Regions from separate parts of the Lactuca sativa genome. Here region 2 is linked to region 1. Evidence: chromatin contacts called from public Hi-C data. All regions are on one chromosome and are shown on one strand. Each heading gives the region's core, a stretch centred on a gene start, on an enhancer-like site or on the middle of the called end of the contact. The rest is flanking DNA. Distances are from core to core; before and after follow the strand shown.

The links. A called contact is a pair of places that touch in the nucleus more often than the background predicts.
Region 2: a contact with region 1 is called in a Hi-C map of leaf, with 8 times the contacts expected there. The contact joins the promoter of LOC111904551 here to the promoter of LOC111904550 in region 1. A contact is called at or near these places in 3 of 4 Hi-C or Micro-C datasets (leaf and seed).

The regions. Positions count from the first base shown.
Region 1 is chr3:81,446,300-81,450,950 of Lsat_Salinas_v11, reverse strand. It overlaps LOC111904550, which reads right to left and starts at 2,606. Exons shown (of 1, transcript XM_023900303.2): 1 at 1,839-2,606. The coding sequence starts at 2,533. The coding sequence ends at 1,985.
Region 2 is chr3:81,726,284-81,730,934 of Lsat_Salinas_v11, reverse strand. It overlaps LOC111904551 (ubiquitin receptor RAD23d), which reads right to left and starts at 2,140. Exons shown (of 13, transcript XM_023900304.2): 1 at 1,997-2,140; 2 at 1,781-1,888; 3 at 820-978; 4 at 687-734; 5 at 533-597; 6 at 394-456; 7 at 130-304; 8 at 1-38. The coding sequence starts at 1,846.

The DNA of each region.
Region 1 (4,651 bases), core at 1,357-3,856:
TACGAGCAATGAATGCGAAAATTCGGGCAAAACTTACTGGCGAAGTTTAAATTTTAGAATCGTTTTACATTTTAAATTTATCTTTTTTTTGTCTAGTAAAGTTTTTTCAACTTAAATGTTATGGTTTCTTTAAATAATATTTTTATTTAAATAGTATGTTTATAAAATTATATTTATTTTTATAATTATTCACACAAGAACACAAAAAAGAATATTTATTTAGTGTTATAAGTTAATAACCATTTCTTATGATGGTGTTATAACATTGAAGATAATGTGGCGTTTGAGACGATACTGTTTGATGTTAGACTAAGAGGAGTCAGTGTGGTTTCACTATATAAAAACCACGATGGCCAAAAATGAACACCGTCTCCTGATTGTGGTATGCAATGTGATTTGACCGTACACGGTAGAGAACAAACGCATTCACTTTCACCTACTTTTTCTTTTCCCACGCTTTGAACGGTCAAAACTTTTCAAATATGATTTTTTTTATTACATAAAAATAAAACCTCACAACCCTTATTTTAATACACATTTATCAAATTATTCTATCTTTCAACTTTTTTTTTCAAAACTTTAAAAATGTTCTCTTCAAACAACTCAAACAAATCTATAAAAAAAAATTTAAAAAGAAATTAAAAAAAAAATACCACTAGAAACACAACCCCAAAAACGTTGTATGATCAACTGATTTATTTGCCCTCAGTTTATCATTATGGTGGTATGCTACCATATTCTCTGCAACAACCACAAACGTAAACACCAACACAACCACAAAACGATACCAAGTTTAATCTGTTTGATTTTCGGTCTCAACCAGAATTTGTTCAACAAACTCAAACACTCATTTCTGATTCCGAACCAGAGTTCGTTCGAGAAACCCAACCCACTCAAGCACGAAGTATAAGAAAAGAGAAGGCAGCCGCAAAAGGATGAGAACCCGAAGAAGTGTCAGTATTGGTACAATCATGTATCGATATTTCATAAGATTCGAAGACATGAAAACACCAAATACATTAACTTTTTTTATGCGAGTTACAAAAAGATTCCACAAAGAAATGAACTCATTATCGCTCAAAACATCAAATTTACTCAAAATGAAAAAGACAAACAAGGAAGTCATACTGTTTAATGATTTATATAACAACATGAAACGTCAATCAAAAAACAGAAAAAACAATGAAGTGATTTTATAGAAAGCTTTAAAAATGTTTCAAAAAAAAACAATAAGGTTTTCAAGTATCTTGACTTTCGAAATCTTGTAAAAGATAATAAAAATAGGAAAAAAAAAACAAAACATCTAAAAAACATTTTGATAGTGGTTCAAAATGTTTAAGAACATAATCTTACTGTAATAAGATTTTTGTATTGATTTCAACATCAACGATATGAACCCGTTCAAGTTTCACCACCTTCTAAACACAACGAACAATGGTGAGTAGTTTGAAATTGCTTACCGTAAAAGCCGATGTCAAAAAAACCGTAAGGTTTAAAATTTCTAGCTACTTTTAATATATTAAAGTATTTTTTTCAAGTTCGTAGGTTTAAGGTTTTTAATTTTTTTTTTCTTAATTAGGGTTTTTTTTAATGTCAAGTTATATTTTTTAAAAGAATAATGAAATATAATATTATTTTAATTTGTGGTGATAAAATGTTATGTTTTCTTATAAAAATTACAGTTTTTATTTAAATTAAATTGTTAAAAAGATATAGTATAAAATCATATTTTTATGATAAAAATGACATTATACCTTAGGTTTTAGTATGGTTTTGAGAGGCTTATACTGTTATACACCATGTCCATATGGACTAAACTAATTAATAGCCGAACAGTATGAGTATGACGTGGTTTCTTCGATCGTTAAACACTAAACAGTAAATCTATTTATACATTTTTTCCATGTCTATTTTTCTAATATAAAAAGAACCAAAGAACTTTACAAAATATTTTCTAACGTATTAACCATAAAATCAACCTATGTCACTGCGCCGGCAACGATTCCGGCCGCCGTGACATATCGGCCGATCCAAATCCTAGATCTGTATAATCAAACAAACCCTCTAAAGCCACGTATTCACCATTCTGGTTGTTGTTGCCGTTGTTAACATTAACATCACCGGCGGCGTAATCAAATCCATACTCGAACGATTCATAGTTCGGGATTTCATTATCCACCCATGAAAACTCCCCGAGTTCAACCGACTCAGTTGATACAACTATCCTTTCCGACTCAGTCGGTGTCGTCTCCGTCGGAGGGAGTCCGAGTTCGTCGTCGGATGCCTCGAGGAGAAACTCGAGATCCGGGCGAGAGTCGCCGGACTCGGAGGCCTGGTCGAGTGTCTCCGGCGGAGGAGATATTTCGTCTTCGAAGCTTTTTATGAACGAGTCGAGGTCGTCACCGACGGTGCACACGTCGGAGTCGTCTAGAGTGTCGAGAAGGTCGTCTCGGATTCTCTTGGCCTCCGGTGAGTTGAACTCGGACTCGTCCGAGTCGGAACGGAGTCGCTTTTTGTTACTCGAGGATTCCATTTTGTAAAAGAGAGACGTTACAGGGGTATTTTGGAGATTTTAGAGAAAAATGAGAGTGGGGGACAGCGGTGGGTAAGGTGATGGGAAGTGGAATGGAAGGTGCGAGGGTTTATATAGAGAGAGAGAAAGTTCGATTTATTTTAATTTAATAAAATATTAATTTTTTTTATTTATATTTTTTGAATTTTGAATTTATTTTTTTATGATGTGGACGTGAGAGGGGTCGTGGGTCCAGATACTTTCGCCATCACGGACGTATTAACTTTTATTTTTTCTTCTTTTCTTTCTTTCTTTTCAAACCAATATATGATGCTCTTTGCCAATTGATAAATTCAAACACTTTACATTAATATTAAATATTGTAGGTAATTACATATTTTGTAAAGAACAAGTTTTTTGACTCTATTAAAAAAACGCAAGTCAAATGGATAGTTTTTGCATTTTTTTCAAAATCGTCTAATTGTTAAAATATTTAATGCAAAGGGTTTTTTTTAATAAGATGTCTCTAATATATTATCTTTTTCTTAATATATATATATATATATATATATATATATATATATATATATATATATATAATGTTTTTTTAATATAATATGTATATAATAAGTTGTGATTTTTTACATCATAAACATTTAAAAGAAAATTTTTCAATAAGACTTGAATAATATGGGACTTTTAAATATTCAGAAACTTAGTATAAATTTTTTATATTAATTATTTACTATTATATTTTTTCAGAACAGATTATTCTACTCTAAAATTTATAACGTTTTTATTTATAACGAAACTTGAATATTTAATTTTTGGTTGTGGATGTCTATCATCAATATAATATAAGTGGTTTCGAATAAATGAGAAGGCTATAATAGATCCAACATTAGTATAATAGTCTTTTTGTTATTGGTTTATTTTTTATTTAAAAATTAATGTTCTTTTTTTATTGAAATTTCCATTAGGCGCGATTGAAGTTGATTTTATATAGCAGTTTTCTATATTTTAAGGTTAATTCATATTTTATAAATTATTTGTGGTTTTTGTTTTTTTGGGTTTACGTCATCTTTGGTCACTTAACTTTTGGTTTTCTGCTCATTTGGTCACTTAACTCTTTTTAAGTTTTAAAAGGTTATCTAACTTTTGGCTTTGTGTTCATTTAGTCACTTAACTTTTGGTTTGGTCACATTTAGTCACCTAACTTTTAAAATTGTGTTCATTTAGTCACTAAATTTTTGAAAAAAATTAAAAGTTTAGTGATTAAATGAGCACAATTTTAAAAATTAGATGACTAAATGAGCACAAATCTAAAAGTTAAGTGACCAAACCAAAAGTTCAGTGACTAAATGAGCACAAAGTCAAAAGTTTGATGAACTTTTAAAACTTAAAAATAGTTAAGTGACCAAATAAATACAAAACCAAAAATTAAATGACCAAAAATGATTTAAACCTTTTTTTTTTGTTATAGAGTTTATTGCAGACATGTCCCCTTTAAAGCACTAATTTTATTGGTTGGTTTGGGTCTTTAACTATCCATTAAGTCTTCTTTCACTAACAATTGGAACATTGTGCAAAGAAAAAACACGAACACATAGAATTCTGAAAAAGTATAAATTATTATTTACATGATCCGAATTGTTAATGTACACGAACAAATAACTTCCTAAGTGGAGGACAAAGACATATCATCATGGCTCCACTTGTTACGTATTATCACTCATATCCATTCAAATTACAACAGTTGTGTTTTTAACCTTATTTGACTATTATTAAAAAATTATAAGAACACGTAAAAATTAATATTATATATATTACATAAAATAGACTATTGTTATCTAGGAAAAAAATTGAACTTTTACCAACTTCCTATATTTTCTCATAATGATTATTGTGATTCTTTTATTATCCATGGAACCCTTCAACAATTATTTATGAAATCTATATCTTTATAACCGTGTTTATCAAAAAGGTTTATGATGTATTTGGTGCATAGTTGATAAGTTAATTTAATTTTTGAAATTATTTAACTTGTAATGTTTGCCAAACAAAAGTTTTTAAATAGTTACTTAAACAAGATTTTCATGAGTTTTATTTCCTTAATTAATTATAAAAAATATATTTTTC
Region 2 (4,651 bases), core at 891-3,390, 280 kb before region 1:
CCGGCAGCTGGCGGGAGTTCTGCTGGCTCCGGTATACCCTGATAATATACATTGTAAAAATATAAATTTAAATCGTTTTTATATTTAATTATTAAAATAGAAATAGAAAAAAAATCAAAAAAGACTTACAGAATAGAGATATTCAACAGCTCTTTCTGGATTATTGAAAGCAGCACGAAGAGCACGAACGACAGTATCCCTATCCCAGTTTCCTCCTCCCATATCAAGAAGATGTTGAATTGTACCTTCTAAATTACTTCCTGATACAAGATTTGATGCTACTTGATCGTATACATTCCCAGTCCTACATCAAAAAAAAAAAAAAACTATCACTCATTAATTAATAAATAATAAAGACTAATTGTATTTCAAGGTTATGAGAGAAATGCTGACGTGGCATTCACAACAGGTGCTGGATCGGAAGCTGGAGGAGCAGGTGAAGGAGCAGACACAGGCCTGGAAATGTAAAAAACATTAGCTGAACGAATCCAAAATATAAATAAAGAAATTAAAGATGTAGAAAAAGATCTACTGTGTGACAGGTGGCGGAGCCTGAGTGGCTGCTTGTGCAGGGGGAGTTGCGCTTGTCTGAGGTGCCTTCATTGCATCACAATATGACAATAAACATTAAAAGTTGTATAAAAAAAGATATAAAAGTTTTTGTTGTTTTTATAAAAAGCTACTACCTTTGGGGCGGATGCTGCTGTTGAAGCTTCACCAGAGGTTGGCTTAGTCTGTAATTAATTATAAATTAGATTGTGTTTAAATATTGGATATGATGATATGAAAATGTTGTATGGGGTTACATTTTTTTTTTACCTTGGATAACATGATGACAATGAAAGAATTTTCAGCCACTTTGTTTTCTTCTAAGGTGGTGGCATCTTTAAGCACTTTGCCTTGATGGATAAGCATTTGTTGTGCAGCAGGATAAACATCTCCCTGAACATTTTCTATATTTTTCTTCACATCAGCAACCTGAATCAACAATCACCATATCTTTATTCAGAACTCCAATATAAAAACCGTTTCAAGAAATCCACAGTTTAAATGATTGCCTTATATATAGATTGTATTAACGTAAAATAGCTTTATATAGCTATGTGAAACATTCAACTGATTGATTTCCAGCATTAAATTATTAAACCTAAAAAAAGTCAAATGCCATTTACTCGTTTGTCGCTGTTTTCTAAAGTAAATAAGTAATCACTTTGTGGATAGTAACTAGATCAATTTAATGAGTTCATAGACTATACTGAATATAAGAGCAGCTGATTTCTCTAACAAGGTGGCAGCTTCAACCACATACTTCCCATTCCAGTTCAAAGGATTTTTAACAGTGATTTACTATTCTTGAAAACAAATAAACAATCATGTAAGCATGAAACATGCTTCATCCAACAATTTCACATATCAATTCTAATAATTCATAGCGATTCACAATTCATATAACTCCCTGTTAGATGAATAAAACAAAAGTACACAGAGTTAGATGCGTTGGAGTATTTCGATTATGATTACTTAATATTTTCACTGAAACTGATCAATTGACATGAGCGAAAAAAAAAACACAATATAATTACTAATACGGAATACCGCAACTTAAACCCTAAGGAATCAATTTCATAATCCAAAAGGCAAAAATCATGCTATAAACATTATCGAGTAAAACTTCAGATCAAACAACGCATAAAACCCTAGCTTCCAATCGATTACACATAGAACCATCACGATTCGTTAAAAAAAGAAACAAAAGAAGCAGAATTGAAACGAGACGAACCGTGTCCTCGGATTTTACTTCGATTTCGAAGTGAGTCCCCTTCAATGTTTTCACAAAAACCTTCATCTTTCAATTTGTCGTCTACAGTCACAACTCGAATCAAATAAGCTATCGAATTACGTGACGAAAACCAAAGATGAGAGAATCAGAGATTATATAAGCCAACAAGCAATCGGAAACTTGATAATGCGAAAAACAAATTAAAAGCATACTCACCGATTTCGTCTTCTGTGCGTCTGTGTGTGTGCGAGAAGGGTGTGGGGCGTATACGGTGGTATACCCCCTTTCTCAAGGCAAGGGGAAAAGGTTGAGTTGCCATGGCCACGCGCCAGATATCTATAGTGATTACACGCGATTATTGGGCCAGGCCCATATACATGAAACATATACTGGGCTCTATGCAGATAACTGTGGCCCAAATTGAATAAAACTTAGTCCACTAATAAACTTGTTTTTTTGGGCCTTGTGTGATCCAATCAATATTCTCAGTTTAGCTTTATCTTTTCATATGATGTGAGATGGATCCAATGTTATATCTTATTGTTAATTGATTAAGAATTAATATAATAGAAAAATGATTAAAAATAAAATAAAGTATATATGTGGAGCAGTCTAGAAGTGTTTCGATATGTATATACTAGTGTTTTTAAGCTTTCAAAATACATTATTTAAGATTTGGAGAGCTATTTTATTAAATACATTTTATAATCAAAATTAATTTATTAATTATTATAGGAACATGAAAAATAAATAGAAAAAACAGCACGTCGACATATCCCGACATCCAGAAATCAAATTGTTTTAGACCTTCTATGATCTATCTCGAATCTTCAATTTTGACACCTGTGATGCTTATCAATGATGGCTATTATAATATTCAGAGTTATTGTTTTTTTGAATTACAATATTTTTTTTATCGGAAGATATCTTATATTATTTTATGGTGCAATAAAATATCATTATTGTATAGTCTTCATGAAAATAAAAACACGAATGCTTTCTTTAATTTTCTATATATGGGCTTTGGCTTTTAATTTTCAGACGATAGAGCATCTTTATGATAAATATGATCCCATAACAGTATTTAAAAGTGCTTGATATAAAAGTTTCACTTAAATATTAAACCCAAAATCATTCACATATATATATATATATATATATATATATATATATATATATATATATATATATATATATATATATATATATATATATATATATATATATATATATATATATATATATATATATATATATAATACGGTAAAGTTTCATTTGAGACGGACATAATTTTGTAAGACCGTAAAACCAATTTTTTTAATGAAATATTCTAATATTCTAGTTTTCGTAAACATATAATATGTATAGTATTTTAACATTATATATTTTTAGAATATTTTAATATAATATATGTTAAAAATATTGTTTTAGAATATCATAATATTACATATATTATAATTTTTTGAATAACAGAATATTAAAATATTTCACTATAAAAATGGTCTCACGACCTTACAAAATTAGACTCGTCTCAAATGAATCTAACCATATATAATACAATAACATTATTAATCAAGTAACTAAGGAACCAATCAAAAATGTCAGAATTTAAAACGATCAACAACAAATTGAAAGATTGTAGACTTTTAAAGTTGACTCACATGCACCGGATTATAACAAAACTCAGTTTCTTTTTTTAGTTTAATTTTTTTAGGCCATGTTTTTATATATAAAAAAACCGAATATATCATTGTTCATGGTTTTCCATCATCTTTCCATAGAAATCCATATTTATATATAAAAAGTAAACTTTTTTTTTCAAAAAAAAAAACCCCACTTTATTTTCTTTGTTTTTTGAAAAGTTAAGTTTTATTTTTTATTGAAAAAAAACTTAATAAATATATCAAAATTCATTTTTTTGTACTTTTAAAAATAGATTCATATTGATGTTTAAAATAAAAAATCAAAATTTCAGTTCAGATTCACGGTATGAATAATAGTAAGTCAAATTCACATTACAAATTTTGAAAACTAAATTATACAAAATTTAGATTCACAATGTAAATAACTTCATTTGTTGATTAAAAAAATTATTTTAAGAGTAATTAAAACATTATAATATTATAAAACTATATGGAAATATATTTCGGTTCAATTGTAAATTTCACTTAATTTGTGGATGATCAAATAGTTGAAATAGCTAGTCAGGTACTCAGATTCATATTCTAAATGTTAAAATTGAAATATTTATAGTTTAGAATTTTGATTCATAGTGTAAATTTGAGATGATCGATATTTTTTTTAAATCGATGTTGATATCTATTAATAAATGTCAAAAAAATGGGAATTTTGGTATAATTAGTTTTTTTTTATAAAAATAAACTTAAATATTGAAAAAAAAAAACAAAACGAAGTGGTTTTTTTCGAAAAAAAAGTTTGTTATTTATATATCAACATAGATCTCTATGGAAAGAGGGCGGAAAATCGTGAAGAACGGTATATTTGGTTTTTTTCCGATATAAAAAACATGGCTTAAAAAATTTTAAACAAAAAAAATGTGGGTTTTTTTTGTAAAGAGTTGAGTTTAGTATAATTCGGTTAATGTGCGTCCAATTCATAAATGTACATTCATTCCTTTCACTCTTAATCATTATGATTTTTGATGCTCGTGATTGGCTCCTTGTTTCGTTGCTAATAATAGTTTTCTATTGAACCTCACCATATAAACGTAGGAATAATCATTTTACTTATTTTAAGAAAATGATTAAAATATATATTATTGAATTAAATATAATTGAAAAATATCATCTAATTTAATTATAAGGGTATTTTGGTCACTTAATATAGATTTAATAAAGGAAAACTGCATAT